Linked DNA regions of Danio rerio: region 2 is linked to region 1. Evidence: chromatin contacts called from public Micro-C data. All regions are on one chromosome and are shown on one strand. The core of a region is the stretch at or near the end of the contact, and the rest is flanking DNA. Distances in the headings are between cores, read along the strand shown. Region 1 holds the start of si:ch211-18i17.2. Region 2 holds the start of retreg3 (reticulophagy regulator family member 3).

Evidence for each region. A called contact is a pair of places that touch in the nucleus more often than the background predicts.
Region 2: a Micro-C map of caudal fin shows a contact between it and region 1, with 2.0 times the contacts expected there. The contact joins the promoter of retreg3 here to the promoter of si:ch211-18i17.2 in region 1. A contact is called at or near these places in 2 of 18 Hi-C or Micro-C datasets (caudal fin and hematopoietic stem cells) and 1 of 4 datasets of contacts at active chromatin or transcription factors (caudal fin).

The regions. Positions count from the first base shown.
Region 1 is chr3:35,836,767-35,840,547 of GRCz12tu, reverse strand. It overlaps si:ch211-18i17.2, which reads right to left and starts at 1,801. Exons shown (of 13, transcript XM_694923.10): 1 at 1,375-1,801. The coding sequence starts at 1,509. LOC141381244 (a long non-coding RNA gene) reads left to right here and starts at 1,964. Exons shown (of 3, transcript XR_012401116.1): 1 at 1,964-2,252; 2 at 2,393-2,493; 3 at 2,572-3,781.
Region 2 is chr3:35,948,309-35,951,785 of GRCz12tu, reverse strand. It overlaps retreg3 (reticulophagy regulator family member 3), which reads right to left and starts at 1,372. Exons shown (of 9, transcript XM_689279.10): 1 at 782-1,372. The coding sequence starts at 1,026. tubg1 (tubulin, gamma 1) reads left to right here and starts at 2,334. Exons shown (of 11, transcript NM_200908.2): 1 at 2,334-2,500; 2 at 3,056-3,168. The coding sequence starts at 2,452.

The DNA.
Region 1 (3,781 bases), core at 552-3,051:
CTTTACCTTCACCCAACTCTTTACATACTGCAGGCCCTGATTCTCTTAATGCTAATCATTTCTTGTATTAGAGCTGAATAAAACCACACGATACACTGATCATAACATACATATAACACATAAAACAACAATTGTGGAAATGAGAATTGTATGAAGAAGAACTACACTGTAAAACCCAACAATCAACTTTATCAATGAAATGACTGTAGTTAACTCAAAATTTACTGAAAGTTAATTCTACTCATTTGAAAAGAGCTTTGAACTCAGTGTTGAAGGTAAGGAGTAGGCATGGGCCGGTAAAAGATTCTGATGGTATGATAAACTTAGAAAAAAAATATTACGGTTTCACGGTATTGTGATTACTGCTCCAAAATAGATTCTTTTAAAATGTCTGGGGGAAAGAAAAAAAAAAACTTTTGCCCCATTGAAAACAAAATTGTATTGTGTTCAATTGTATTTTAAGAACATTTGGACCAATAGCTTGATGTGGATGTTCCTTTTCTGTTGGAGGTACTGTTGCCCTAAAAAACTAAATAAAATTGTTGTGTAAAAGATGTAAAAACAACAAAACATCTAATTTTACACATACCTTAGGAACAGTATAAAATAACATTTTGTCAGTTTTAAAACATTGACTTTTCCAAACTGCAGTATACCTTGAAACCAGTTATCGTCCCATACCTAGTAACGAGTTAATTAAATACCTTATTAATTCAACTTAAATGGAGTAAGTTCACAGTACTCATTAGGATTTTTGAACTTAAATGGTTTGTTTCAATCGGTTTGCTCAAACGGTTTGACTTGCCTTAACTCATTGGGTTTTACAGTACTCAGTTGGTTTGAGTTCTCTTCATTTATTGGGTTTTACTGCTTCGTTTACTCAAATGGATTAAGTTCACACTACTCATTTAGATTCGTTTTTAAACTTAAATGGTTTGTTGTAATCGGTTTCCTCAAATGGTTTGAGTTACCTTAACTTTTTGTGTTTCACAGAGTAAAATTTTGTTGGCTACTGACACTGATGATAGAGACTATTGTTTCATGAATAGGAAGTGCCTAGTAACTAATTATTAGTAAATCAGAGCCACATACATGTAAGACCAGGTGAATGGAGTATGTATCAGCAACTACTAGCAACATATGCTAGTTTGAAGTGAATACCTGAGACCACACATCCTCAAAGAATGATCAATACTTTTGGGATCATTACTAACAGGTAAGACTCAAGTTAACTGAGAATTTAAAAAGATAAACACAAGCATCAACAAAACAAATCACTTAGTTTCAACTCCATAAATGGACCATAACATGAGCCCAGGTGGTTAGTAGACTAGGTTATGCTCCTCAGTTTTAGTTTTGTCTAACGTTACATACCCGTCCCGTGTGTGTGTGTTCGTCCTGATTGCGTAACTCGAAAGACTCTTCCTCTTCTTTCTCCCCATGATCCCGAGCCAGCAAACTGAAGCCTTGTCTGCAGCACACAAGCCAGCAAAGTCCCGGCAAAGGCATTCAAATCACAGCGTGTCGTCCAGTCTTTATCCGTAAACGTCCAGTGATGTCCACCGCCGTCCCGGAGCTGTCGTGCAGATCGGACAGATGGAGGATGTCTAGTCGCATGAAACGGGCTGATCCATGAAAAACAAACTCCTCAATTTCGGCTGACAAATATCGCGGGTTATCTCCTTATACGTCTCCGACTTCAAAAAAGTGCTGATAAAATAGTTTCATCCCACGGGTGCCTTCAAACGGGGAGCTGATAAAACAAACGCGTCTTATCGGCTTCTGTTGCGTTTCTGATTCTGCGGGACATGAGCATGCAGACTCTTTCAGTAGCGTGAGTGGAGGGGCGGGGCGAGTCACCCCATGCGTTCGACCGCGGAAACCGATTGGCTCATGGCGCACACGCCCAGAATAATCCCCGCCCACTGTGTCTGGATCGCTGCACATGAGAAGTAGGCATTTCAGGAAATGGAAACAAATCTGCGATGTGGATCAGAAGTAATTGTCTCAAATCGTAAAGCAAAACAAACGCCAAAATCCCCAGTTTGAACCTATAAACAAGACACAGCCTATCAGAGCTGCTTAATTTGTAATTACAACACATTTCAGTTGTTTAGGTTTGATCCCAATCTGTCCAAACTGTGGTGTCATCACCAAAAAAAAAAAATGGGCCTTCTGTTTTGTAATGGGAAATTTGGCTTCTGTTATTTGGATAGTGCTGTGACGTGGACACTGTGCAGTTGCATTAACAAGTAAGTGTGAAGTTCTGGGTAAAGGGGTGAATGAGCACTCTGTGTTGTGTTGTGTGTGTGCGTGTGTGTTGGGGGGTAATGTAGTCTCCTGAAACGCATTATGTGGCTGAATGGAAAGCAGATGGACTCCTTTATTCCAGGAAACTCCTGTCACGAGAGGCTCTGAAGAGAGGGAGACAGACAGATCAAGAGGGAAAGAGCACCAGAAAGACTTTTTGTGTGTGTGTGTGACATCCAAAAGGTCTGATGATCCCCCTTTCCTCTTTATTGTCTTGTGCAATGTCTGTTTTCAACTCTTTTTTTTCTGTCATTCATTAAGGCTTGGAAAGCAAATGGCTCCGCATGGACAGCAATCAAACATCATTTGATTTTGTTTAGTTTTATTGTACCAATATCTTCCAGGAAATAGCTGGTCAGATGAGTTGACGTTAATCAAATGAATCATTCTGCAGACTCTAGTAGCTGAAGGATTATCATTAAACCATGAGTGGTATGTTGGTTCATAAAAAGGTTTTCTGTTTAAGATGGTCTCAGGCAACTCATCTATGAAATAGACTGGCTTAAAAAGTAGGCAAAACCTCTCCTAAACCAGGCCTCTAGACAGACTAGCAAACTAGTCTTCTCAGTATCAGCCTTATTTGAGCTTGGTCCATTTGATGTACAACTTTATTATAGTACTTATGGTGATGTAATCCAAGACCTTTGGAGAAATGATGCTAAGGTATCCATAATCCTGGACCAGGCCATATCCTGAGCAGATGCTGTGGCAGTCACGTAGGAGCGGAGAGCATGAGACTTATTCCTGAAAGACTCAGCGACAGACAAGTTTTCGCATTGATTCTGTGGGCCAGCCTGAACACCCGCCGGTGACCTGCTCACACCTGCAGCTTCTCCACGATGGACGTCCAGCGTTCTCTAGCCTTTGGAACCCAGAATGCAGCTCTACACAAGAAGTTTGGCCAGAGGAGAAATGGTCGTGCCCAATTGAGCTTGGTTCTCTCAAGGTTTTTTTCCTTTACTTTCGTCAATTGGTGAAGTTTTGTTTCTCGCCACTGTCACTACTGGCTTGCCTTGTTTGGGATCTTTTGGAGCTGCACATCGGTGGATTTGCTCTTCAGTGTTTGGTGAAAATAAAACCACACTGACCTGAACTAAACTCAACTTCGACTCTGAAAACTGGACTGACACAGTTTTAATTTACTAGAACTTCTATGTTAAGCTGCGTTGACACAAGCTACATTGACATAATTAAACATAAATTGAATTTAATTGAATATTAGCAACAGGAATCAAGTGTGAAGGCTATTGTTAAAAGTTTACAAGCACACACAAACATCAGAGCAAAAATTATAAAAAATACAATTCAACATGGTCAAACTTTAATCGTCTGCAGGTACTAAAGATTCAAACACTCAAAACTGCTTCCATGCACAAAGCCCATATAGATAAACTAGCATATTTCTTTTTTGCTTTCTTAGTCCTCCATGACCAAATGAAGCTTGCAACTGTGGAATTTTGCAGTTGTTGAA
Region 2 (3,477 bases), core at 123-2,622, 110 kb before region 1:
AGAATATATTATAGAGCAGTAATCACAAAACCGCATAACTGTGATATTTTTATCCAAGGTTATCATACCTTCAGAACCTTATACTGAGTATGTGCAAGAGTGTGTGTGTGTTTCCCAGTGTTGGGTTCCAGCTGGAAGGGCATCTGCTGCATATAACATATGCTGGATAAGTTGGGGGTTCATTCCATTGGGGCGACCCCATATTAATAAAGGGACTAAGCAGAAAAGAAAATGAATGAATACCACAATTAAGTGTGGAGATCTGCACAATCTCTGTCATAGTGATCTCCTGCCTATACTGACAGTAGGAAGGGGAATACAGGCTATTCAACAACATATAGAGTACACAAACAATTCAACAGATTGTTCTCAGAAAATTCTTGTAAACATATCCTAGCTTGACATGAATTAGTAAAATCATTGCATCAAACTCAAAGTTTAGCTTAATAGTTGAACTTGAATGTTAAACCTAAACTCAAAATAACAAACTGTTGCACGGACAGCATTATGTTTACAGTAGCACCACCACCAACACAGCCAGAGCTCTGTCTAAATATAGTCTCCTAGCCTGACCATCATCTGTTTCTTATCTTAAAAGAAAAGGGGCAGAAGTCTGGAACAACCAGACACGTATATACATCCATCGAAAACAAGAAAGAACTATACAAGATCCTCAAAAAGCCCATTAATAATGTAAACGCTTCAACTGTATGCACTGGGTTGTAAACAGAGCCCGAGATAACGTCAGATAAATCCATGCAGATAAAGCTCATCCACTCACCAGAACGTGACGTTGGCAGCCGTGTACAGTAGGACGCTGTGAAAGGGTCTCTCCCACAACAAAACGGACTGCAAATAGGTGAGCAGGCGCTCGTGTGGCCCCAACCGCTCCAGCAGCGTTGTTTTGACCGCGCGGAGCTGCTCGGATGTCCCACCGGAGCACGAACCGCTCCGGAGGCCGCCGCTGGAGCGCAGCCTCCCTGCACAACCGCTCGCTTCTGTCGCTTCTTCTGCCCCACCCGCCATACTCAACGTGTCTCTAAAAAAAGTGTCTGTAGATAAACCAACAAAGTGTACAATAATGTAACGCTAAAAACAACCCTCGTGCTAAAGAAACGGTTTGGTTAGCGAGCTAGCCGATTAGCCTGAAGCCGCTCAGGGCAGAGCAGCAGTGGGCAGACCTCGTGCGTTCAAGAGGCTGCCGTTGTTGACACGGAGTGACTGAGAGTTAAAACCCATTATTGGGCACGAATGTGTTGAATTAATACGTTTAAGTATCAGCTCGGCTCGAATTTAATGTTGTCACCGTGCTGCTGTCATATCTATGGTCATATCCAGTCGTTGTTTTGTCGCGGGAGCAACAGCGAAGACTGACGGGAGGACGGGCTTGATCTGGCCAATGGCAGACCAGGATTACAGGCAGAGCTGCTAAACAACAACCAACACCCACCACTGAAGTAAAGGCTCTTACTTCACATATCGTTCAGACAACACTTACAGATTATCTCCTTCCATGCTTTATTCGCTTATTAAACTTGTTTATGCATTACAGTTTGATGTTAGTTTTTATAATAAATAAAACAGATGTATCGTAGATGGATATTACTAGACTGTGTATGCTTGTAAATTGGGGGATAGGCGAATTAGATAAATATTTTATGTATTTTAAAAAGGAATATATAAATATTTTTTTATTTTAAAAGTCAACATTCATTCTTCAGGAGAGATTTAATTTCAGTTGCAGTAAAAAACTATAATTCTAAAAGTTTTAGGACTATTTTTTTTCATAGTACAGAATGCAGTTTACAATCTCATTTATAAGACAGTAACTAAGAATAAGATCTAAAATACATATTTTAATTTAATAAAACTGCTTATGCGTCTTATATTACTACATAGATAGAGAAAAAGACACATTCCTTTTAAATTCTTACAAAAAAGTTTAATAATTTCTTTACAATTTACAAAATTTATAGTTATTTAAATATATAAATAAAAATAATAATTATATGTATATCCCCATTGTAAGTATCTTAGGAGGTTAAAAAAAAAGTTGCCCGGAGAAATGTTATAAATAAACTGCATTTTAAACCTGACCAGAAATTCTATGCTTGCAAAATTCTGCGTAACTGACGCGCAGCTTTGATGTTGTTCAATATAAACGCATACATACGTCTTGAAATACGTCGGTAGTGCCCTCTACGTTTATGTCTTTTTTCTTTTACATATTTGCTGTTTTCCATAAAAACGTATTTTGTTCCATCCTTACAAAGATTGATCTAGTTAGATTACAGAGTGGCTTTAAATTTGTAAAGTTGCCGGAGTTTGCGCATGCGCAGTGGGCGTCCGATAGGCCGTTGCTGTTGGAGCGGGAACACGCATAGTGGTTGACTGACAGCAGAACGTCTCTCACATTTACTGATCGTACAGCTGAAATAACAGCAGGACGGGATGCCTCGAGAAATCATCACCCTGCAGCTCGGACAGTGCGGGAACCAGAGTGAGCCATTTTCCTTTATTAGGCTTTGTTTGCCAACAAGAGCCATCTTTACATAAACAGTGTACGTTAGCTAGCTAACGTTATCCAGCTAACGTTATCACACTGCACAGCTTTAAAACGACACCATAAATAAGCAACGTAAATAAGATCAGAAGATGGTTTGATTGTTTACAGTATTTTTTCAGCTGCAGGAAGCCAAGTACTTTCATTATTTTCCATTTAACACTACTGTCTGTTCTTTGTTTGTGTTTCCTAATCAATAAAACTAAACGTGGTAAGTTAACGTTATGCTTGCTTTGTAGTAACGTTAATTAACATTAGTCAATTTAGTCACATTGGCCGTTTTAGAAAGCGGGAATAGAGTTGTATTTATTTATAGGTGGAGACGGACTACATCCATCATAGAAGCTGTAAACAGTAACAGCCGTTATGTTGCTATTATTCAACAACGTTACATATAGCATTTCCCAGTAGCTTTGTCTTTGAGAAGTGTTTTTTAAACATCATGCAATAGAGTACTTGAATAAATGTAGTCCTCATTGTCTTTCTCTGCAGTTGGTTTTGAGTTTTGGAAGCAGTTGTGTGCTGAGCATGGCATCAGTCCAGAGGGCATCGTAGAGGAGTTTGCCACTGAAGGCACTGACCGGAAAGATGTCTTCTTCTATCAGGTACTCAAATACAGAATGCCAATTATCTACCATAATCGCATCATACCAAGCCTACTGCTTTAGGACTACATTTTATTCAGTGACCTAAATAATTAAGTTTAGTTAGACATCCGGCAACATGTTTTAAAGTGGTCAAACAAAAAAGTGGCATTCCAGAAAGCAGGTGATGAAGCTATACTTGGGTATATTTAAACGTCTGTAAGCAGATAGCTTCAACTTTCGCTTCCAGAAACAAAGGTTACTTTCTTTCATGGTGTAACCATAGTAACTTGTGCTCTAAAAATAGACTGTTTAGGGTCAATGCACCCC